Linked DNA regions of Mus musculus: all the other regions are linked to region 1. A link is a contact called in public HiChIP or PLAC-seq and promoter capture Hi-C data. All regions are on one chromosome and are shown on one strand. The core of a region is the stretch at or near the end of the contact, and the rest is flanking DNA. Distances in the headings are between cores, read along the strand shown. Region 1 holds the start of Dscam (DS cell adhesion molecule). Region 2 overlaps Dscam (DS cell adhesion molecule). Region 3 overlaps Dscam (DS cell adhesion molecule). Region 4 overlaps Dscam (DS cell adhesion molecule). Region 5 overlaps Dscam (DS cell adhesion molecule). Region 6 overlaps Dscam (DS cell adhesion molecule). Region 7 overlaps Dscam (DS cell adhesion molecule).

Region 1 (2,934 bases), core at 299-2,798:
AAGGACACATTTTCTACTAGGATATTTTAAATGGTGTATTTCCTTCTTTTTGCAAAAGGAGCCCTTTATTTTTCTTTATACCAGATCCCCAAATTTATATAGCTAGCCTAGCTATATAGAACCTTAGCCACCACTGGCCATGGTAACCAGGCACTAGGCCTAGGCTGCAGAACACCGCAACCATTATAGTTAGAAGTGCTGATGATTTCATTCTGTATGCCAGGGCAGGAACACTCATGAGACGCACACGTATGCTTAGAACTGGTAAGTGGAGGTAGTGGTTTGACTCCAAGCTGTCTGCCTCAGCTTTGTCTTGAGTGCTTGGCTACCAAGCCCCAGCTGAGCCTTAAGATGGTTGGAGTACCTGAAGAATTGTGCCCTAAAAGAACAGGAATGCAGGGAGGGAAATCAGGCCCACTGCCTGCCAGGGAGCACAGCTTTGAGGAACAGGGAGTGAAGAAACACCCTTTGCATGCAAAGGCAGAGGACACTGGGGTTCGTGTGTAGCTGGCAGAGCTGGAGGCGCAGCCTGAGTGGGCGGCAGCACGTGACCACCTACAGCTGCAGAGCAATGGCAGCCAGTGCGGCGTCAGGGCTCAGCTGACCCTTCCTAACACAGGGCCTGGCCATCTTGTGCCCAGCCCTGGTAAAGCACCATTTTATTTCTGCCTCAACATTTGCTTTTCTGGGCTATTCTGTGAGCCGTTTTAGGGGTGCCTAATCTGTAAGTGCACATGTAGTTCAGGCAGAAGATGCCTGATAGTCTGCGAAACTATCTCCATTTCCCATGAAATGGTCCTCTCTTGCCTTCCCTCAAAGCTTTCCCAGTCCATAGTCCTGGCCGTGTGCATTCAATGTTAGACTTTAAATCAGGGCACATTCTGACTCTGTGGGTCATTATTTTGTAAAGTGCCAGATACGGATATGTGCTTTTTGAAGGGCCTTTGTTGAAATAGTATCATTACTTCAAGATCTTTCTGGAGACCCATTTAGGCCATGGTCTGCTGTGCCAAGAAAGGGGTTGCATGTTGGGACTCAATACGCACTATCAGCTATTTTAATCAGTTTTTATACACCACTCAGAGACCAAAATTAGAATCGCTCATGTTTGCACCCTAGTATGTATTAAAGATAATTAAAAATCAGCCAGTGAAGTCAGAGAGCTCTTCCCAGGAGCCGCGAGGACTCCAAGGCAGCATTTCCCTCTAGGCAGATGGACTAGACTTTTCAGGGAGTCAATACGGACTCCGAATCCTGCTGCACATCGCATCAAAACTGCTAACGCCTCGCGGTCACCTCTGCCTAGCTGGCACCCTTCCGGAGTGGTCAGCCCCCGGCCGCATCTCATTAACAACCTGCAAGAACAGAGCTACACACGATGGGCTGTGTGGGGACGCGTCTCTGAGCCTCTGAGCCTCTGAGCCCTGGGTCCCGCCGACTGCGTGATCCGCCGCACTCCTCTGCTGCTGCTTTAAGACTGCAGAGCGCCCCAGCGGCCAGAGCAGGGGAGGGGTCCCCGCTCGCCTCCGCGCGCGGCCCGCCGGGCTCAGGCAGGGAAGGGCAGCACAGGGGACCCGGCGCCCGAGGCCGCCGCAGCAGGATGAGCCTGGCCGCGCGCCTGCTGCCTGGCTGCGGAGGGTGAGGCCGGCGCCCGGGAGGCCGCCGCCTGGCCGCGCTGCGCATCGGGGGGCGCCCGGCATGAGCTCGCGCCCGCGGCTGCGGCTGTGCGCCCGCGCCTGGCTGCCCGCGGCCCGCTGAGCCGAGCCGAGCGCACGGCGCACCTGGGCTGTGTCCGCGGCGCGGGGCGCGGCGCCCGGGAGCAGGTGTGCGGGGGCGCAGCAAGCGGGGAGCGCGGCTGGGCGGCTGGGCGGCCCCCGGGCAGGTGGCGGGCAGCAAGCGGAGCCGGGCCGGGCGCGGCGGAGCGCAGCGCAGCGCGGGGGGCGAGGCCGGCGCGTGGCTCGCTCGCTGGCTCGCTGGCTCGCGGGAGGCCGGGCAGCAGCAGGGGCATGTGGATACTGGCTCTCTCCTTGTTCCAGAGCTTCGCGAATGGTGAGCCTTGCGGTCTGTGCTGATTCCTGTCTGGGAAGGGGCCCGGGGGATGGGTGCGGTGTAGGGGGTTGAATGCATGGGTGAAGTCTTTTCCCTTTCCTTTCCTATCCGGGTTGGAATGTTCGTGCATGCGTTTATTTATTTATTTAAAAAATATATTTGCATTGCTTTGGAGAGGTTAGGCGATACTGATAGGAGGCCGGGGAGGCATCGCTCTGCAATCGTTGGAAGCAGCCTACCTAGCTAGCTAGCCAAGTGCCAGCTCAAAGCCTAACTCCAGAGCTAGACAGCTACCTCATCAGAGCCAGGCAGGTTTGGGAAGAAGAGAAGGGAGATGATCATTGCCACTTTGAATATCATAACCAGAAAAGGACATGGCGTTAGGAGCGTAGGCAGGTGCAGGGGTCAATTAAGACAGTAGCCCTCAGGTTCTGCACTCTTGAGCCTTAAAGCCTCCGCTTTAATTCTGCTACAGTTTATCCTTGAAGGCTGTGGGAAAGATGCGTCTGTCTGCATCCCCCTCGTCCCCTGGACACTACATGTTCCTCGCAGTAGTGTATGTAAAAATATGCACTGCTAGGCATTACATCATCTGTAATGTTGACAAATTTTTTAAAAATCACCTGTATACTTATAAAAGTGAAATTGGTGAATGTTGTACATGGTGTTTCCCCCTCATGCGCAGCTCAGTATAGCCTTTTGAGATGCTTTCTTCCTGATATTTAGAATCTATGGCTTTTGATGGAGTCAGACCCAATTAGTAAGTGTGTCTGCACCTTAGGCTGCCTGTCACAGTGTAAATATGAACTTACATGTATGAATGGCTTTCTCTCCTGTGGCAAAGAGAGGGAACTGTTATCATTTGGTACCGCTTGGAAGCATCCA
Region 2 (2,934 bases), core at 205-2,704, 500 kb after region 1:
GAGCAAAGCAGCAGTCAGGGCATCCACAGTGCAGGAGCAGGAAGCTGGCTGGTCATACTCTAAGAAGCAGAGAGGAAGATGAGAGGGTGGGTGGCTGTAAACTCTCAAAGTGATGTGCTCCCTCCAGCAGCCTTCCCACCTAACTTACCAAAAGCCTCACTTCTCTAAACAGAGACACCAACTGAGAACCAAGGTGTTCAAACAGTAAGCTTTAGGGGACAGTTCTCATTCAAACCATCATGGAGAGTATGCTGATGTATGACTGTATAGACTTAAAGATGGAGTGTGTGTGAGATAGAGTGTGTGTGTGGTATGTGTGTGTGTTTGCACAACCGACTGCCATATTGCTCTTCAGTAGGAACTGGAGGCTTTGTGCCCTGTGAGTATATCAGTCCTGTCTAGAATTCTAAGACCTCAGAATATAGGGATGTGCCTGGGCAGCTGTTGTGAGCCAATAAACAACAGCATTGGGTTCCTGTCATGCTCCTCAGCCCTCACCCCACCCCACCCTCACCCTTACCCCACCTTCACCCTCATCCCCAACTCTCATCCCACCCTCACCCCTACCCTCATCCCAACCTCACCCTCATCCCCAACCTTCATCCCGGACCTCACCCTCACCCCCAACGCTCACTCCACCCTCATCCCCACAACTCCTAACAGCATGACAGTTCACTTGAGGACAGGAAGATTCTGACACTTCAAAGGATTCTGACACCCACTGTCTCTAACCCTTCGTCTCTCTTATAAGGGGCCTGGCCCATCTGCCAGGTCTTATGCTCTTTTCTTGCTGTCTTTCCCAGTTTCCCTCAAGCCTTGGAGGAAGTGATATAGATTTCCCAGTTGTGACTGGGCACTCTACAAACGGTGCCTTGGTTGCCTTTTTTTAAAGATCCTATCTCCAAATAAAGTGTTAGGGCTCAGTGTATTGATATGGTTCAGTTATGAGGACACACTGGGATCCTGGACACTGGTGCTAGACCACTAGAGCAGTCTCTGGGAGGAGAGAGTGTCACCTGGGGAGCCATGGGAAGCTACATTCCACCCTGTGACTAACCCTGGATTTTCCAGTTCCAGGTCCTCCTGCCGGTGTCAAGGCGGCGGCAGCCTCGGCCTCCATGGTCTTCGTGTCCTGGCTGCCCCCGCTGAAGCTGAACGGCATCATTCGGAAGTACACAGTGTTCTGCTCCCATCCCTACCCTACCGTAAGTGGCGAATAACCAATAGCTTTCCCAGCATCTCCCAGGACCTCGCTGAGGATGCTCTTCCCTCGCCTCCCTCCCACTCGGCCTTCTTGGTGTTTTTTTCTTGTCATGTTGTCTCCACATGCAGAGCAAAGTCCTCATTTGCACCTCCCTCCAGAAGACTCCTGCTTTATTACGCGGGGCGCGGGCACTCGCCTAGAGCCCTTGTTTATCTGGCAGCTTCCCAGGCACTGCCAGCGGCTTAATCAAACTCCGAGTGCACAGGCCGTAATTGTGCCTTAATTGATAGTCAGTGGACAGCACCTATTGATTGCACTGCTAGGCTCCGCATTAAATGTCCTCCTTTCCTCCCTCCTTCTCCCCCACATGCTCCAGCCCACCCTCCTTCTCTGCCCTAACCCACACTGAGAAAGTACTATAGCGCTACCCCTGCTGCGCAAGGCAGTGGGGATCTGTGCCCTCTACAATAGCGGACTCAGCCTAGTAAAGGCGCCGAGGTCAGAATACACACCATTTAAAACTGGGCTATTTATTATCATTACTGTTTATGATGCTGGATAATAACTATCAACTTAAACTTTCCATGGGCAGATAACAAGGCATATCAGAAAAAGAGGGAATTTTGGAGAAAGGAAAATATAAAAAGAACGATTTGGATTTACAATGTTTTCACAAAGATTTTAAGGCACTGTCAAAATGAAGGAATCGTGCCTAATCCGTCTTTGTATCTATCTCCTGTTCCTGGCATAAAACTTAAAAACATGTAGAAGGCTATGGAAGTGGTTCAGCTGTGTTTTTGTGCAAGCGGGGGGGGGGGGTGAGATTTGGTCCCCAACACACACACACACACACACACACACACACACACACACAAATAATCCCAGCTCTGGAGAGGCAGAAATAGCCATATCTTTGAAACTTAGTGGGCATCCAGTCTGGCTGAGTACATGTGCTACTGTGTAGGGTTTCTATTGATATATACTGTGAGCAAAAGCAACTTGGGGAGGGAAAATGACTTCAACCTGTGCATCAGGCCTTATTTGTGCTGCCACTATCTCTGAGTTCATATGTGCATCGGACTTGTTGTGTCTGGAACACTGTTTTCTTAGAGTTGTCTACCCCTCTGGCTCTTACAGTCGTTCTTCTTCCTGTCCCACAAAGATCTCTGAGCCCTGAAGGAAGGAATTTGATAAAGACAGTCCACTTAGGGCAGAGGGCTCCAAAGTGGAGCACTCTCTGCACACTGTCCAGTTGTGAATCTCTGTGTTGATTATTATTTAGCTGGGTAATGTTCGACTTGCTTCTCTTGCAGAAGTCTCAGGTTCGAATCTTAGCATCCACATAGCAGCCCAAATACCCTGTGACTCAAGTTCCAGAGGATCTGCTGTCCTCTTCTGGCCTCCAAGGGCACCAAGTAGACAGGTGGTGCACAGGCATGCATGCATGCAAAACGCATCATCAGGATGTTTAACCTGAGGGAGGTTGAACATTGCAGTGACCTGTGGGTATAAAATATGTCATCAGGAGTGGTTTCATTGCTGTGTTGATTTTGCAGAAAAGTAGTTGGTTTTTCCAGGACCATGACATATCTAATCGCATGTTATCGGCCTCATTAACAGTATCAGGTGTGGGTTCCATCTCAATGAGTGGTTTGTTAATTCGGTGATATTTGTTCCACTATTACCTCAGTGGGCATACCTCGCAGGCAGATTGCTATTGTAGCTCACAG
Region 3 (2,934 bases), core at 282-2,781, 440 kb after region 1:
CAGAAATAGAGACATTTTCCACAAGGCCTGTACAGGAAGAGTTCTCTTCTAGACTACAGCACACTGAGTGGGACTGAAAGAAAAATACTAGAGGTGTCCCAGGGCAAGACCAGTGACTATGTGGAGGGAAAGGAAGTTGATCACCGTGACAGGACTTCAGCAGGATAAAAAGGTGTCTATAATTACAGACCTTAGGTATTGAGTCCTGGTGTATAGCAAAGTGCCACTGGGCATTGCCATGAAAGATGCCAAGGATAGAATCTGAGACTAACTGAGGCTTAAGAGTTAGATCCAGGAATGACACGCTCCAGCCCGGGCATGCTGATTGAGACTTGAGCTAGACTAATGGCCATGGATCCTAAAAGGAAAAATCTGATTGGAAAATTTCTAATATAAAACGTTAAAGGTTCAAGTCCCTGACTGGCTGTAGGTCCAAGAATCCATCCAAGCTTGAGTCTGGGACACAGGACTAGCCAGAGGGAGGGGTTTCATATGGGTCATGTGACAGCATGCTGACCGATTGAAAACACCCTTCAAGCAGATGCTTCAGTGGCGCAATCAGTTAGCATGTAGTACTTATTCTTCAGGTTTTTGGAATGTGAAGAAGAAATCATAAAAAATGGTACTCTAGGTATCATTAGAATAGTTCACACAGGCTAGGGATGGTGAGTCATACTTGTAACCTCAACACTTGGAAGACTAGGGCTACAGAGTTAGACTCTATCTCAAAACAAACTATGGACAATTGGCCCAAACCAAACCATAAAGCTAAGAGTGGACAAGATGACAGTTACTGGAGGTCGGGAAGCCTACAGGTGCATGTGTCCCTACAGATTCTAGAAAATGTGAAGCCAGTTCTCAGACCAGATGCTGCCTCCTCATGACTGGTTGGTTCAAAGCCCGACATGCTGGGCTAGTCCCAGGGTCTGGCCTTAGCCACACTCACCATCAGTCCCCTCACTAGCCCTCCCCTCTCTCCTTTCCTTGGCAACCTCCTGCCATGGATGTTGTCAAGGCAGAACCAGGTGCTCTCACTTCATCCACCATAGCAACCAACTGAGGTCCCCAGCAACGGAAGATGTGGGGTAAAATCACTCATTGTCCAAGTGGCTAAGGCTTCCTCTCTGAGTCCACAGAACATCACCACTATAATTAATCCTGATTGCAGGTCTCAGAATAGCACCCCCTCATCTAGCTGCCAGCTCCTTTGTTCTCCAAGCCTCCCAAGAGAAGTCACGGTAGCTTAGACCTTATCGTTGGGCTTATCTATATTGTAGATTTTTACTTAGTTCCAGTAAGAAGGATGCTTCCTATGTCAGCCATGCTGCTCCTAGAGGCCCCTCCAGTGTCAGGCTGACTGTATGAGGTTGATATCTGAAGCAGTGAGAAGAAATGGGGAACTAGAACCTTTTCCCACCTTTCTCCTGCCGGATGAGTCTTCTGGCCATGAGCAAATGCAGCAGAGTGAGCTCCCTGAGGAGAAGTCCTGACATCAGAAAAAGCAGTTTGCAGTTCCCTGTGTCTGCAGGGGTTTGCTGACACTTCCGATTCAGCTTGGGCTCAGGGCTGCTGAGTACTCAGCTCCTGTCAGGAGGGAATCGTGCACACGAGCCACTAAGCTTGACGGGTTTTTTGGTTTAGTTGGTTTTCTTCCCAAAAGCAAGATAGTTTTTTTTCTTCTTTCTGTTTGGAGAAATGATGTGTTTATTATAAAAGGATTCAGGTAAACCAGAAAGAATAAAATGTAGAAATTGAATAGGATGTGGTGTGTGCCCTCTTCTAAGATATTTCAATTTTATTTCTTTATTCATGTATGATATAGAATATACACAAAGAGATGTGTTGAAAAGAAATATAGAACTCATAAAAGCACTTTGCATGTATGTTTACATGTTCTTGTATGTGTGCTGGTATGGGGGTGGGTATGTACACACATGAGTGAGAAAGTCAAGTGACTTTCTCAGTTCTAGTCCACATATTCTATGAGGTAGAATCTCTCAGTGAATCTGGAATTCATTAGTTCAGTGACACTAGCTGGCCAGTGAGCCTTTAGAACCCCCCTGCCTCTACTTCCCCAGCACTGGGCTTACAAGTGCATGTTGCATGTCACTTAGCTTTTTCACATAGGTGCTAGAGTCCAAGCTCAGGCTCCCTTACATTTTGGTGCAAGCCCTTTGCCAGTCTCCCTGTGAATCATCTCCCCCGCCAACATAAACAGACATAAAATTTGATTCTTCTGTGTGCAGGTACTTTTTCATTCCATGTACATGATATATCATAAAGTTTTATTTTGTTATTATTATTATTAGTGTGTGTGTGTCTACTGTAAGTGCATATGTATGTGAACTTATGGCCAGAGGACACTTCAGAAGTCATCTCCAGGAGGACTTCCACTCTTTGAGAAAGCTCTCTTGCTGATATGATGGTAATTAGACCAGATTGGCTGGCCATCAAGCCCCAGCAGTCCTCTGTTCAGCTCTGGGCTGACAAGCATATGCATCATGCCTGCCTGACCATTTAAATGGGACACAGAAAGACAATCATGTGAGCACACCCCACAAAGCAGGAAGAAAGGCTTTCTCCTGTGATGTAAGGTCTACCACAAACACACAGGCATGTGTATGAGTTTTAAATATAGTTCTGAGTGTTTCTTGAACAAGTATTCTCTTGTCTAGACAACATCTTTAAATATCTATAAACACTTGTGTTGTATGTGCTTCAGGTTCCTGTGATCACTGCCAGGCTATAGGAAATGACCCTCCGAATAAACTGTGCACATGCATGTAGTCAATTTCATAGGATAAAATTCAGCAAATGGACTTAATGATATAAAGATGTTGATCTGTATGTATGTGCATGTTTGTATATACACATTCATGTGTTTAGTGTACACATATGGGTGCACATATGCAAATATGGGTGTGCATAGAGGTA
Region 4 (2,934 bases), core at 209-2,708, 420 kb after region 1:
GGAGCCCAAAGTAAAAAGAAGCAGTGGGGAGGGACTCGTGGGACTATGCTCGGCAGATGGGATATGGTTCAGTACCAGCATCCTCCACTCTTGGCAGTGTCAGACAAAGGGCTCTCTATTTCCATTCACTATGCCTTCTGTGGAAAGCTTAGTGAGTTCTTTCTGTATCAAGGGTATTTTGGAGTTTCCTCTAGAATTCTAAATGAGAATAAACTATTACTCCCACAGAACACCTGCCTGCCTGAAAATTGAGCCTCCTCACGTAGGAAATGAATTTCATTTCTCTCCCTACACCCCGCCCCCAAATTATTTGTCCCTTAAAAACCTAGATGATGTCTCTTGGTTTAGTGTTGCCGAGATAACAAACTCATATTTTAGAAAGTTTATCTCCAAAAACCAGAACCCAGGAAAAAACCTGCTCCTCCTCTCAGCAATGGTCAGCTGCCTGTCCTTGTCCTTTCTACCCATTCTGGGAAATGTATGTAGCCCAGTATTCTATTTCCAGGGTGTCCTGCCTTTTCCTCACTTGGAAAAAAAGTGGGGAAAGGGAACCTACTAATTCCTTCTCTTTTACAAGACCAACAAATAACCTTTCAGCATCAGGGAATTTAGAATCTGACATCCTGAAATGGTGCAGTCTTCTCAGCTGAAAGCCCTTTGAGACAGACTTTGCAGGGCTGGTGAGGAGCCACAGAAATCCATTATAATTGCCTGATTCTGCACTGACACATGACGGTTCTCTGTCTCTGAAGTCATTCATGGAGAGGGTTTAAAAGATTGACAATTAGATGGTGAATGAGACGTGTCACGTGCATCATGAATCCACCCTTTCTTCAGAGAGAAATTGCTGTTCTCTCCACAGCAGTCAGTTGAACTGTCACCTCATGCGGGGCCTGATATCTCTGTCAGAGGCTCAGGCGAGGAGAGCACCGACATGCTATCACTTGAAAGGGCTAAGCTTCCAGACACTTGTGGAAAGGCTTTTAATCTTCCCAGGGACTGTGCTTCCATCTCAGGTGGATGTCACTGAAGAGTAGCCACATTTCATGGCATGCAAAGCCAATGAAAGCTGAGTACCCATTGCCCTAAATGCTCGTGACCAGATGGATTGGAAGTTCAGTTGTCTGGGTTAGGGATTCTCAGCCTTCTGGTTGGATTTGGGCTGGGCATAGAGAAGAGAGGCTCGGGCTGGGTGGCCTTGTTATTTGGGCACAATATATAAATTACTTCCTTCCTGGGGAGAAGGGACTAGAAATAAATCTCCCTTACTTAGTGCATCTGTTGGCTTCCTCTTCCTAACAGAGACCACTGAGGCCAGCCCACCTGCCAGCTAGAGTTTAGCACTCAAACATCTCCTTCATCCCTGCTGGTTGCTGGCAGGCTTGGATGTCCCTGAAGCATCCAGCTAGCTCTCCCACAACGGAAGTCTGTGTATTACTGCTTACAAAGAGGCTCTCACGAGTAAGGGATGGCCCAGATTTCACTTCCCGACTTGAGCTGCCCTATCTGAGCTCATTTGTCTGAGTGTGTAAGGAGAATATCCACCCCCAACCCCACCCCCCATGGGGACGAGAGTGCTGAGTGAGCATGCAGAATTCTCTACTAGTCACACTCTGGAATAAGATGCACTGGGCAGGAGTCTCAAATTACCAATTCATATAAGCATCCAATGTGTGTGTGTGTGTTTTTTAAATCAATTCCACCCTATTTGTCTCTCCTTTAGTTCTTCCCCTACCCCTTCATCACTTCCCTTCCCAACTTCATGTGTTCTTTCCTTTTAAAACATTCTTCTAATGCCCACCATTCTTAGTGCTGCCTATATGTGCATGGGTACAGGGCCATCTACTGGAACATTGGAATGCTTTCAGGCCTGCATCCATGAAGAAAAACTGACTCTCCATGCTCCCATAGCCGCCAAGAACTCCTTAGTTGAGGGAGGAGGCATTCAGTGAGTCTCTCCCTGGTTCATGTTGGGATTTTTGCTGACTTGGTCTTATACAATTCTTATGTAATGCAGTCACAGCTACTATAAGTTCACATGTGTAACTGCACTGTCATGCATGGCAAATTCAGGTTCACAGCAGACACCCACTCCCCGGGCTCTTAAACTCTTTCTGCTCCTCTTCTGCAATGATCCCTGAGCCTTGGAGGTGGGTGAGATATAGATGCTTCATTTAGAGCTGAACATCCCACTGTCTGTTATTCTCCACACACTGACTTGTTGTAGATTACCATGTTATTCACCATCCTCTGCTGAAAGAAGCTTGTCTGATGAGGGTTGAGGGATGCACCATCTATGGGTGTAAAGTTAAGAACTGAAGAGGCAGTTTAGGACAAAGATTCTGCTACAGGTCTCTGACCCAGGCAGTCACCGAGTTTTGCCCCAGTTAACGGTACAAGAAAGGGTTCTAATGTCTCCCCGTGTTGTCATGAAAATGTAATACAGAACACACATGCTTTCTGATATATGAGCATATATATGCTGAAATGTAGGTGTGATTTTTTTTTTGTTGTTCTGAGGATCAAACTCTAAGCCTTATGGGTTCTATATATGTACTGTATCACTGAGCAGCAAGTCTAGCCTTCTTTATTAATTATATATTTATTTGTATTTTGAGACAGGGTCTTGCTAAGTTGCATAGGCTAGCTCCAAACTTGAGGTCTTCCTATCTCAGTCTCCTGGGTAGATGAGATTTCAGGCTTATTATCGATCTCACTCTCTCTGTCTCTCTCTGTCTCTCTGTTTCTCTCTCTCTCTCTCTCTCTCTCACACATACACACACACACACACACACACACACACACGTGCACACACACACACACACACACACACACACATTTGAAATTTAGAAGTTTTGTGAAAGACCATGTCTCACATTTATCCCAGGATATCTTTGAACTCTTTATGGAGTAGATATGGCCTTAAGGTTCTCT
Region 5 (2,934 bases), core at 256-2,755, 390 kb after region 1:
ACAACTATGTGCCAAACTTATACCCAACCTACAAAGCCAGAGGAAACACAGAGAAGACTCCAGGGAAGTATCATGATTTCCAGTGGTTAGGTTTCTTCACAGAAAATAAATAGAATTAAGGGGCAGGGAGTGATTGCAGTATCCAATCAGCATAACTTCACATTGGAAAATAAAACTGCCTGGGTGCTATTGCACTTAGTAGGTAGTGCAGTGCTAGGGGGGAATTTACCATGGGAATTGGGAGCATGGCACCTGGGGAGAGACAGAGAAAAAGAAAGCTGTCTTATAGTTGTTGACAAGGGTAGGTGTCTTGAGAAGCTGCTCATATCCATGTCTGCAGCCATGGTTTACAGGCAGCTCTCAAGGGTACTAATGATTCTGTGTCCAGAGTCTGCCATTTCCCAGTGCACACCCTGTGGAGTAAATGGTGGCTTCTCCTTCCTTGCTCCTCCCAAGTCATTTTCAATGCCCCTCACTCACAAGACAGAAATAAACCAAGGTCCTGGTTAAACTTCATGACCCAAATCAACCTGGGGAGGAAAGATTGATTTCATCTTATACTTCCATGTTTTACAGTCCATCCGAGAGGGACACTTGGAGCCTAGCAGCTCTTCTAAAGGAAAGGAAACTTCTCTTTGAAGTAAGAACCACTCATTCTTCAAGAAAACACCCCTCTCCACTAGGATGAAAGGGACAAACTCTGGTCCTTAGGGAGGAGAAAGCATAGCTGCTTGCAGCTTTCCATTGAGAACAGTCAAGGGAACAGAGAGACTCCCTCTCCCACTGTGCTGTGCTTCAATCCACCTCATCCATCACTCCACCTTGATAGCTAGTTATGAACATGCTCTTTGAACAATCTATTCTAGATATGAACTGTAGGTATTTACATTCACATTTTTGTAAGCTCGTCTTTATCAAAATCTTAGATGTAAATATTTTCTGTATAAAGATGTAAGGAGTAACAACCATTTGTCTACAAGCCCCATTGGCTTGGTCAGAGGCCACTGGGATCTAGATCTTTCCAACTCTCAGCCAAATGCGTTCTCTATGATCAGCAAAACTTCAGAACTCTATGAAGCAGGTACCTTGTTTGCCACCTGCCTCCTGTGTCATTCTCCTATGTGTGATTCCCACAACCTTGGCACCCGGGCATGCAGTGAGGCATAGCTTCCCGGCAAATAGGGGAGGTCTTCTGTGTGTTAACACCACTGGTAATCCAGTCTGTGACTTATAAAATGTCTTAACATTTCATTTCTTGTGATGAAGTTTAGAACCATCCCCACCCAACCCCAGCTAGCCACAGAAAGTTGGCCGCTCTCTCTTACTAACAGCTGCTGCCCAACGTGCTTACCCTATGCTAAGATAGCTGCTGATTTGCAGACTGCACGCACTGGCTTAAACATTGCCCTGTGGAGTAATGATTACTCTGAGGGAGAGGACTGAGAATTCAGTGAAGCCCACGTCTGTCACATCTGAAGAGTGTCGGCTTTTGTGTCCTCTTGGTGAATAGACTGGCTAACAGCAAGCTCTTGCTCCTTGTAGCAGGCCTGATCAAAGCTGTGCATGCTGTGTCCCTTCAACTTGGGCTCATTTTTTTTTCCCAATGAAGAAAAGATTTAATGTTATTCAAATCCATTTTCATTAGACTTTTAAATAATGCACAGGCTCACATCCATCCAGATAGGAATTAAAAGATCATTCTTTGCCACCATTCAATTGAGAGAGCATGGCAGTGCTGTAAATTTTACTTTTTAATTCTTCTTTATAAATGTCTCCACTACTTAAAGTGTTTTTCTAGTGAAAATTCTTTGAGGACAGTAAAAAGTATGCATTGTGGGTATGAACAATCTTCTGCCTTTCTCCAAGCCAACAAGAATTTCACTATAATTTCAAAATTTTTAAAACCAAGTTTTACATAGTTCATAAATTCCATACCTCTTTGAGATGTCTTAATTTTTAGTCTGGTGTGTATGTTTATCTGTATGTGTATGTATGTGTTTGGTATATGTGTGTATCTATGTGTGTGTACGTGAATGTGTTTGTACATGTGTGTCTGTGTATGTGTGTATGTTTGTATGTGTATGTGTGTATATATGTGTCTGTGTGTGTGTGTGAATGTGTTGTATGTATATGTGTACATGTGTATGTGTGTATGTGAATGTGTTTGTGTGTATATGTGTAGATATGTGCCTGTGTGTGTATGTTTGTGTGTATGTGAATGTTTGTATATGTGTGTCTGTGTGTCTCTCTGTGTGTGTCTGAATGTGTTTGTATGTATATGTGTACATGTGTCTGTGTATGTGTGTATGTGTGTATGTGTATGTGTTTGTGTATATATGTGTACATATGTGTCTGTGTATGTGTGTATGTGTGTGAATGTGTGTATGTGAATGTGTATACATGTGTGTCTGTGTTACGTGAATGTATTTGTATGTATACGTGTACATATGTGTCTGTGTATGTGTGTGAATGTGTGTATGTGTACATGTATGTCTGTGTAGTGTGTATGTATATGTGTGTGTGTCTATATGTGTCTGTGTGTACATGTGTGTATGTGTGAATATATGTAACTGTATGTGTGTATATGTATGTGTGTATGATTGTGTATGTGTGTGTATGTGTGTGAGTATGTGTGTAGGTATGTGTGTGTGTATGTGTCTCTGTGTGTGTGTGTATGTGTGTGAGTGTGTGTGTAAGCACCCTTGGGAAGCTCACACAGAACCACCTGCATCTGCTTCCCAAGCCCTGGGATAAAGGCATGAGCTGCTTATTCTCTTGTTTTTAAGTTTCAGTAAAATCCTTTTTCCTTTTAGAAAGGAATACATTCTCTATATGTTATCTTATAATTTATAAAACCAATACTTTACAATGCAATCTACTTTAATAGGAGAAAAGTTTCATTTCCAGCATGAAAGAGAAACAATATTCAACACC
Region 6 (2,934 bases), core at 182-2,681, 320 kb after region 1:
CTCCCCACCCAACCCTGTCTCCACGTGGATGCCCCCACCCCCCACTCCACCTGACCTCTAAACTGTCTGGGGCCTCCAGTCTCTTGTGGTTTAGGTGCATCATCTCTGAATGAACACAGACCCAGCAGTCCTCTACTATATGTATGTATGTTGGGGGCCTCATATTAGCTGGTGTATGCTGTCTGTTTAGTGGTCCAGTGTTGGAAAGATCTCTGGGGTCCAGATTAATTAAGACTGCTGGTCCTCCTACAGGATCACCCTTCTTCTTTCAGCATTCCCTAATTCAACAACAGAGGTCAGCTGCTTCTGTCCATTGGTTGGGTGCAAATAACTGCATCTGACTCTTTCAGCTGCTTGTTGGGTCTTTTGGAGGGCACTTTTAACACAATGATCTCCAGCCTTACTTATTTCCTGAAGGTCGGTGATTCCACTCTTCATGGCAAAGTGCATATCACAACTGGAAGATATTGCCCACAGGAAACATGTCCTTCCAGCATAGCCTCAGGGAACATTGCCTGTTTACTTGTCTTTAAACACTAATCTACCCGACCTAGTCCTTCTCTGTCCTTCCTTGTCATCCTCCCCACCGAGTAGAGGTGGCTCTTACACAGCCCACCATGTGCAAGAACATGCCCCAGATCCCAGGAGAAAACTTCCCATTATCCTCTCCCTCACCCTAGCATCCAGACCAACACTCTGTCCTGGAGTCTGTGTTTTCAAAATATATCTTAATTTAAGCCCATGAAACTTCCATAATTTTCTCCAACCAGACACATTCTCTGTGTCTCATCCTGACTGTCTAATCCTCAGACACCAGACAAGGCCCCCTCCCTCCTGGGGAAGCACTCTCCTCTGTCCAGGCTCATTTCTTTGTCCTTCTGTGCAGTCCTCTGTTTCTTTTCTCTCCTTTGTCTAATTGCTATTCTTGCCTCTAACTGAAACATTTCTTCCTAGACATGAGTGGCCCTGTAGTGACTGACAAGTGTCCCCTCATCATGTAAACCAACGAGTACTGTTCCAGTTATTTGAGTTTCATTGGTTGTTATTATTAATCCTTAAATAATCCCTTTTTTAAAAGTCTAATGTCATTTTATTTTCTGAAGGATTTATTCTGGAAAAAAAAATCACAAGAAATCTAACTAGAGTAAAGATTAATGGCAGACTCTAAGATCTGCACAGGCAAAGCTCTGATCATTAACAAACTAAACAGGGTAATTAGGTGCACAGTTGAATGCAGTGTGCGGGCTTAAATTAGCAGTGTGTAATTGAGCCTCATTTAACTGTGGGAGAAGTACACTGAGCAAGTCTTAGTTACAGGAGGAAAATGTCTTTGTGAGATTGCTCTCGGAGTGTTTAACATACATATGCTAGATGACTCTGGACTTAGAAGCCAGGGTAGGGTTTGAGCTGGTTCCACATGCTCCCCTCCCCCAACTACAGAGGGTGCACCATTACTACTGGTTCAGTGATTTCTCTGTGCAGCTTAGCCTGGGCTGTGCCTGGGCTGCCTCAATGTCACCCTTCCGCCCTTCCTTGACATCACAGTTTACAACCTTCTGGTGAGGGGAGGTCACTGCCTGAACCAGAATGCCTTATTTCCTGATCTTATTATTATTATTTTGTGTGTGTGTGGGGGGGCACCTCAGATTTGTTCTTCCTGAATACCCAGCCATTTAATACAAGGTAAACAGGAAAGGACAGGAACAGGAAGGAAAAGAGAAGCTGCTGTCACAGGCCAATGGTGATGCAGTTGGTGCAAAGTCAGGCAGGAAGGAAGCGGCCACAGCTGAGCGGGGATAAGGAGGTGGGAACATGGCTGCTTAGGTGTTTAGAAAGCAGGGATGACAAAGATGGAAGAAATGTTGAAAGTGTTTCTCTCTGCTACATCCATGCCCACCAGTGGGCTAGCCTGGAAAACAAGAGAAATTAGGCCACCTTTGACACGTCTGTGCCACCCTAGCCTTCCTGATCCTCCTGTGTCTCCAAGTTACCAGGGCTTTGTAATGCATATGCTGTGAGCCACACCCACTGACTCCTCTTGGAGCAGACTGCCCCAGTCAGTGTCTGTGATAGCAAGGAATGGGGGCATAAGAAAGAGAATGTAGTCTGCTCCTCCCCCAACTCACTTCAGTATCTGCTACTTCTGTACCTCTGTTCATTTGCATATGTAAATTTATATTTATATATGCACATATATAGTACATTATGTATCATATAGATTACCTTGAAGATCTTTCCAGAACTTTGGCAATTCTACCTTACTATCCTTTTTAACCACTATGAGTATGAGCTTACTAATTAACTCAATACCCCTAAATTTCATTCTACTCTTTCTGAAGTGTCAGAAAGAGTATTTTGAGTTATATTTTTATATAGCTAAATCTATGAATTTACTTAGGACAGAGCCTTTGGAGAGGACCCACTGGGTTGAAGTATAGGGAGTACTTACAACTAAAAATAATCACACAAGTGGTTCCCCAGGAATGTTTCGCCAGTTTATATGCCATAAGACATGTTTATTTCCCTCTACCCCCCACCAAGATTACGTATTCTCAAATATCTTTAGAATTTTCTAGTCTCCTGGATGGAAATAGCATGCTTTAATTGACATCAATGCAGTTGACTTCTAACTGGGCTTTGTCCAGAAATGGAGGAAGATGAGTTGCTTTCTTTGTATTTTCAGAAAATTGACACTTTCACAACATCAAATCATCTGTTCTTAGAACATGTGGCATATTTCCATTTAGCCTAGTCTTTGATTTTGTCCTGGGGAATAGTTGAGAGTGTCTTTTAAGTGTACATTATACATTGATAGCTGTTGCAAGCAGGTTATTTAATGTTATGGCTAATGGAGGATCTTGCATAGTTAGATTGTGACACAGCCCAGATTTTCCCACACTTCATGCAACAGTACTCCCAGGGAAATAGCATCAT
Region 7 (2,934 bases), core at 146-2,645, 300 kb after region 1:
AACATTCCAGTCCACTGGTTCTGGAAGGGGCTCTTCTCCTCCTCTTTGTGGCCCCTGCCAGTTCCTGTGACCTTGGAAGCCCCACTAGGCTTGTGGGTGTATCTCTCCAGCCTCCTGCCATCTTCTTCCTGTGTTCTCATTTGTCTTTCCCTCTACATGCATCTGTTTTTCTACTAAGCCTTTCTAAGGACACCAGTGTCACTGGATTCGAATGCACCCCCCATAGTCTTGCTAAGATTTGACTACCTTACCAGGCTTGAAGGCCACCTTTCTTCCAGTATTTTATTCACTTTTGTTCCTCAGTGTTTTAAAGTCTTTTACTCCTTGGTTCCAAATAGAGCCCATGACTGAGACACTGAAGGTGAAGGTTTCACATGATTTTTAAAGGGGTGCTTGACTCTGCAAAGGCCTCATTTGAAATGTGAATGTATCTGAAGAGGGTCTTGGGTGGAGAAATTTATATATTCAATTTTAACAGTATAAACAGAGACACAATTAAAATCTTCAAAGAGTTAAAAGCCATACAGTATTTTGTGAATTAGACTGCTCCAAAAGAGATGTGGGCCCCACTTTGGTGGAGGGAACATGGCCTGGGCCTTTCTAGGGTGTAAGTGAAGAGAAAAGTAAAGCCGACATATCCTTCAGCTGCCTCGTCCACGCCCAGGCCTGTGCCAGCGCCCTGGGGTCCAGCGCCCTGGGGTCGGAGCTCATTGAAGGCTTTTGCTCAGATGAGCTTAAGTTATGTTTGTGTTTTATTCTCTTGATGGTTTCAAGTTTTTCTTTGGGGGGTTGTTGGTTGGTTGGTTGCTATTTGTTTTTGTTTAACCTCGGTAGCACATCAATGTCAGATGCTTGAGGTACATTTGGCTGATGCTGAAACCCCACACAGGTCCCTTTACTAGTTCAATTTTACTTAGGAATATTTTATGCCTGGGCTCCATCTAATTTACTTATTTACTTTAGCACTATTTATTATTTAAATCTCTCTCTCAGATAATAACGATAAAATTAATAGTGTGTTTTATTAATAAAGATATATGTGCACATATATATGTATATATATATACATACATATCTGCATATATATGTATATGTTTATATGTGCATACATATCTTCATTTTATATGCATGCACATGTACATGTACATATACATATACATATGCTTAGTATGTTCATGAACAGAGTCAGAATTGGGGAGCAAGTGCCCCTTTGCTTCAAATGCTTCCAGCTAATCTTTATGTGCATCTGCCCAGTCAAGTCAAAAATGTAGAAAGAGATTAGAAATACCTTTTATGCCCTGTGGACTTGCATGTCTCGTTAGTGTCTAAGGTTACTGCAAAAGAAAAGGAGCTGTGGTGTTGCCAGGGAGACCAGAGCCTGTCAACAGCCTCTGCACGAATGCTGACAAATGGCAGTTACCACATCAAGACTCATTTCTTTAGATTCCACTCAGATGAAGATGCTTAACCTTTGCCGCTAAAATGGTGTCACGATAATTACTTAGCAAAGGACCTGATTAGGCCACGCCGTTCTATGTCTACAGACACACATGTGTGTGCGGTTTATTACCAGTTATGTTGATGGCATATTTGAAAGTGTGATTTCTCTGCAAGACTTTAAAACCTGCAACATTGAGAATTTAGCTGGAGGCTGTCACATTTGGAGAGAATAAAAAAAAATCAACAATGTGGTTTTAGCAAGTTGTTATCTAAAAATCGTTAAAATAACAGTGTACAAGATGTTTTAAAGTTAGACTTCATATACTAATTTTCAAATAAGGCTTTCAAATACACAAGGATAAAATATGTAAATATGTCAACACACATTTTTGACCTTTTGGATATACGCTGTTAAAGACTAGAAATGAATTGTGTTTTAAATGTTAGATCCACTTCACTGGACTACAAAGCTGAGATATCCTCTGGTTCTTGAGTCTGCTTTCTTTTGCTAAAGCAATCCACTTGAGGATAAGCATATTATAAAATGAGGCTCACTTACCTTATAGCTGTGGAGTCTGAAAGTCCAAGACTCACATTAATCCCTTCCAAGGTTGACATGCCTCCAGGGACCTAATTACGCACCACCTCTACCCCATCCCCCACCCACCCCCACCCCAGCAGTGGATCCCATCTCTTAAAAATTCATCCCATCATGTCTCATGTGGCCACTTTGGGGATCAAATTGCCAGCAGGTGAAAACCCTGGGAGATACATCTAAGCTATATCCAAACCATTGCAGGTCTTATCTGAGCCCACCAAAAGAATTATAGGGACTTCTTATCCATGGCTGCCCTGGGTGTGAGCAGGTCACATGATGGTGCTCATACCATGACAATTACTCTTGGTCTAAATCCATGGGTAAAAGAGTATGGAAGGATGCAGGTAGGGTATGTACTATGTGTTAAAATCCCCCTACCCTCCTTGTGCATACACAGACAGAGCTGTTCTGTTTGTTGGCACAGAAATCACAGCCAAGTTTCTGAAGGAGGCAGCTCTTTAACCTGTGGCCATCCTACCTCTCTTCAAGGAACCCAGGAAAATAAAAGCACTCCCTCTCACAGAGTTGTAAGTTTCACGTAGTCACCAGAGGAATTGTAGCAATCTTTGCCTTTAGATCCCCATTCTCGCCATTTTCTTCCCCATGTTTGTGTCTTTTCCACACAGTTAACTCCATTAAAGCGGTGATCGGTTACAGAACAAGCTGACAGCTTCTCTTGCATCTGTCCATGTGATACTCAACATGAAAATTCCAACACTGTGGTCTACAGTGGGAAGAGCTGCTAGATCAGGGTTAGTTTTCATAGTGCCTTATTTATCCGTGGAAGCTTTGTGAGAGGGCTGGAAATGCATGCTTTTCTAGCCAGGGGAGATACTGTAATAGGTACATAGCAGAGCTACGCACACACACACACACACACACACACATAATTTTGC

The links. Promoter capture Hi-C pulls out the DNA fragments that hold promoters and counts their contacts. HiChIP or PLAC-seq counts read pairs in DNA pulled down with a chosen protein or histone mark.
Region 2: an H3K4me3 HiChIP or PLAC-seq map of embryonic basal ganglia shows a contact between it and region 1, with 4 times the contacts expected there. The contact joins the enhancer-like site here to the promoter of Dscam in region 1. A contact is called at or near these places in 10 of 39 promoter capture datasets (the 3T3-L1 cell line, cranial neural crest, frontonasal cranial neural crest and 6 more), 12 of 484 Hi-C or Micro-C datasets (the N1E-115 cell line, cerebellar granule neurons, cerebellum and 7 more), 10 of 115 datasets of contacts at active chromatin or transcription factors (SST interneurons, VIP interneurons, astrocytes and 7 more) and 2 of 9 other capture datasets (adipose tissue and embryonic stem cells).
Region 3: an H3K27ac HiChIP or PLAC-seq map of VIP interneurons shows a contact between it and region 1, with 3 times the contacts expected there. The contact joins the enhancer-like site here to the promoter of Dscam in region 1. A contact is called at or near these places in 12 of 39 promoter capture datasets (the 3T3-L1 cell line, cranial neural crest, embryonic stem cells and 7 more), 3 of 484 Hi-C or Micro-C datasets (the N1E-115 cell line and cortical neurons), 6 of 115 datasets of contacts at active chromatin or transcription factors (VIP interneurons, embryonic forebrain, embryonic hindbrain and 3 more) and 1 of 9 other capture datasets (pancreatic islet).
Region 4: a contact with region 1 is called in an H3K27ac HiChIP or PLAC-seq map of oligodendrocyte precursor cells, with 5 times the contacts expected there. The contact joins the enhancer-like site here to the promoter of Dscam in region 1. A contact is called at or near these places in 4 of 39 promoter capture datasets (the 3T3-L1 cell line, cranial neural crest and embryonic stem cells), 2 of 484 Hi-C or Micro-C datasets (cerebral cortex and cortical neurons), 11 of 115 datasets of contacts at active chromatin or transcription factors (astrocytes, bone marrow-derived macrophages, embryonic basal ganglia and 8 more) and 1 of 9 other capture datasets (adipose tissue).
Region 5: an H3K4me3 HiChIP or PLAC-seq map of embryonic basal ganglia shows a contact between it and region 1, with 2.9 times the contacts expected there. The contact joins the enhancer-like site here to the promoter of Dscam in region 1. A contact is called at or near these places in 5 of 39 promoter capture datasets (cranial neural crest, embryonic stem cells, frontonasal cranial neural crest and 2 more), 7 of 115 datasets of contacts at active chromatin or transcription factors (bone marrow-derived macrophages, embryonic basal ganglia, embryonic forebrain and 4 more) and 2 of 9 other capture datasets (adipose tissue and embryonic stem cells).
Region 6: an H3K4me3 HiChIP or PLAC-seq map of embryonic forebrain shows a contact between it and region 1, with 5 times the contacts expected there. The contact joins the enhancer-like site here to the promoter of Dscam in region 1. A contact is called at or near these places in 11 of 39 promoter capture datasets (the 3T3-L1 cell line, cranial neural crest, frontonasal cranial neural crest and 6 more), 20 of 484 Hi-C or Micro-C datasets (the N1E-115 cell line, bone marrow-derived macrophages, cardiomyocytes and 11 more), 16 of 115 datasets of contacts at active chromatin or transcription factors (SST interneurons, VIP interneurons, astrocytes and 10 more) and 5 of 9 other capture datasets (adipose tissue, embryonic stem cells, liver and 2 more).
Region 7: a promoter capture Hi-C map of second pharyngeal arch cranial neural crest shows a contact between it and region 1, with 3 times the contacts expected there. The contact joins the enhancer-like site here to the promoter of Dscam in region 1. A contact is called at or near these places in 12 of 39 promoter capture datasets (the 3T3-L1 cell line, cranial neural crest, embryonic stem cells and 8 more), 5 of 484 Hi-C or Micro-C datasets (ECoMG myeloid progenitors, bone marrow-derived macrophages, cerebellum and 2 more), 9 of 115 datasets of contacts at active chromatin or transcription factors (VIP interneurons, embryonic basal ganglia, embryonic forebrain and 6 more) and 3 of 9 other capture datasets (adipose tissue, embryonic stem cells and pancreatic islet).

The regions. Positions count from the first base shown.
Region 1 is chr16:97,169,349-97,172,282 of GRCm38.p6, reverse strand. Dscam (DS cell adhesion molecule) reads left to right here and starts at 1,548. Exons shown (of 33, transcript NM_031174.4): 1 at 1,548-2,049. The coding sequence starts at 2,007.
Region 2 is chr16:96,671,936-96,674,869 of GRCm38.p6, reverse strand. It overlaps Dscam (DS cell adhesion molecule), which reads left to right. Exons shown (of 33, transcript NM_031174.4): 20 at 1,072-1,205. Among named protein-coding and RNA genes, the nearest start is that of Gm32509, 46 kb to the left of the region's middle. Within about 2 kb of position 1,454, at least 22 of the 459 cell types and tissues checked have an H3K27ac peak or open chromatin away from gene starts, as enhancers often do. A contact at or near this core is called in VIP interneurons, cerebral cortex, cortical neurons and 3 more, where this site is marked.
Region 3 is chr16:96,729,103-96,732,036 of GRCm38.p6, reverse strand. The region is part of intron 11 of Dscam (DS cell adhesion molecule); the gene reads left to right. It overlaps Gm32509 (a long non-coding RNA gene), which reads right to left. Exons shown (of 3, transcript XR_385103.4): 2 at 1,418-1,683. Among named protein-coding and RNA genes, the nearest start is that of Gm32509, 12 kb to the right of the region's middle. Within about 2 kb of position 1,531, at least 9 of the 459 cell types and tissues checked have an H3K27ac peak or open chromatin away from gene starts, as enhancers often do. A contact at or near this core is called in VIP interneurons, neural progenitor cells and pancreatic islet, where this site is marked.
Region 4 is chr16:96,752,500-96,755,433 of GRCm38.p6, reverse strand. All of the region lies in intron 11 of Dscam (DS cell adhesion molecule), which reads left to right. The region is part of intron 2 of Gm32509 (a long non-coding RNA gene); the gene reads right to left. Among named protein-coding and RNA genes, the nearest start is that of Gm32509, 35 kb to the right of the region's middle. Within about 2 kb of position 1,458, at least 25 of the 459 cell types and tissues checked have an H3K27ac peak or open chromatin away from gene starts, as enhancers often do. A contact at or near this core is called in cerebral cortex, neural progenitor cells, neural stem cells and 1 more, where this site is marked.
Region 5 is chr16:96,777,737-96,780,670 of GRCm38.p6, reverse strand. The region is part of intron 10 of Dscam (DS cell adhesion molecule); the gene reads left to right. Among named protein-coding and RNA genes, the nearest start is that of Gm32509, 60 kb to the right of the region's middle. Within about 2 kb of position 1,505, at least 8 of the 459 cell types and tissues checked have an H3K27ac peak or open chromatin away from gene starts, as enhancers often do. A contact at or near this core is called in embryonic basal ganglia, where this site is marked.
Region 6 is chr16:96,844,753-96,847,686 of GRCm38.p6, reverse strand. The region is part of intron 3 of Dscam (DS cell adhesion molecule); the gene reads left to right. Among named protein-coding and RNA genes, the nearest start is that of Gm32432, 36 kb to the left of the region's middle. RefSeq lists an enhancer at 1-2,087. Within about 2 kb of position 1,431, at least 27 of the 459 cell types and tissues checked have an H3K27ac peak or open chromatin away from gene starts, as enhancers often do. A contact at or near this core is called in SST interneurons, embryonic basal ganglia, embryonic forebrain and 2 more, where this site is marked.
Region 7 is chr16:96,871,467-96,874,400 of GRCm38.p6, reverse strand. The region is part of intron 3 of Dscam (DS cell adhesion molecule); the gene reads left to right. Among named protein-coding and RNA genes, the nearest start is that of Gm32432, 9.5 kb to the left of the region's middle. Within about 2 kb of position 1,395, at least 4 of the 459 cell types and tissues checked have an H3K27ac peak or open chromatin away from gene starts, as enhancers often do. A contact at or near this core is called in second pharyngeal arch cranial neural crest, where this site is marked.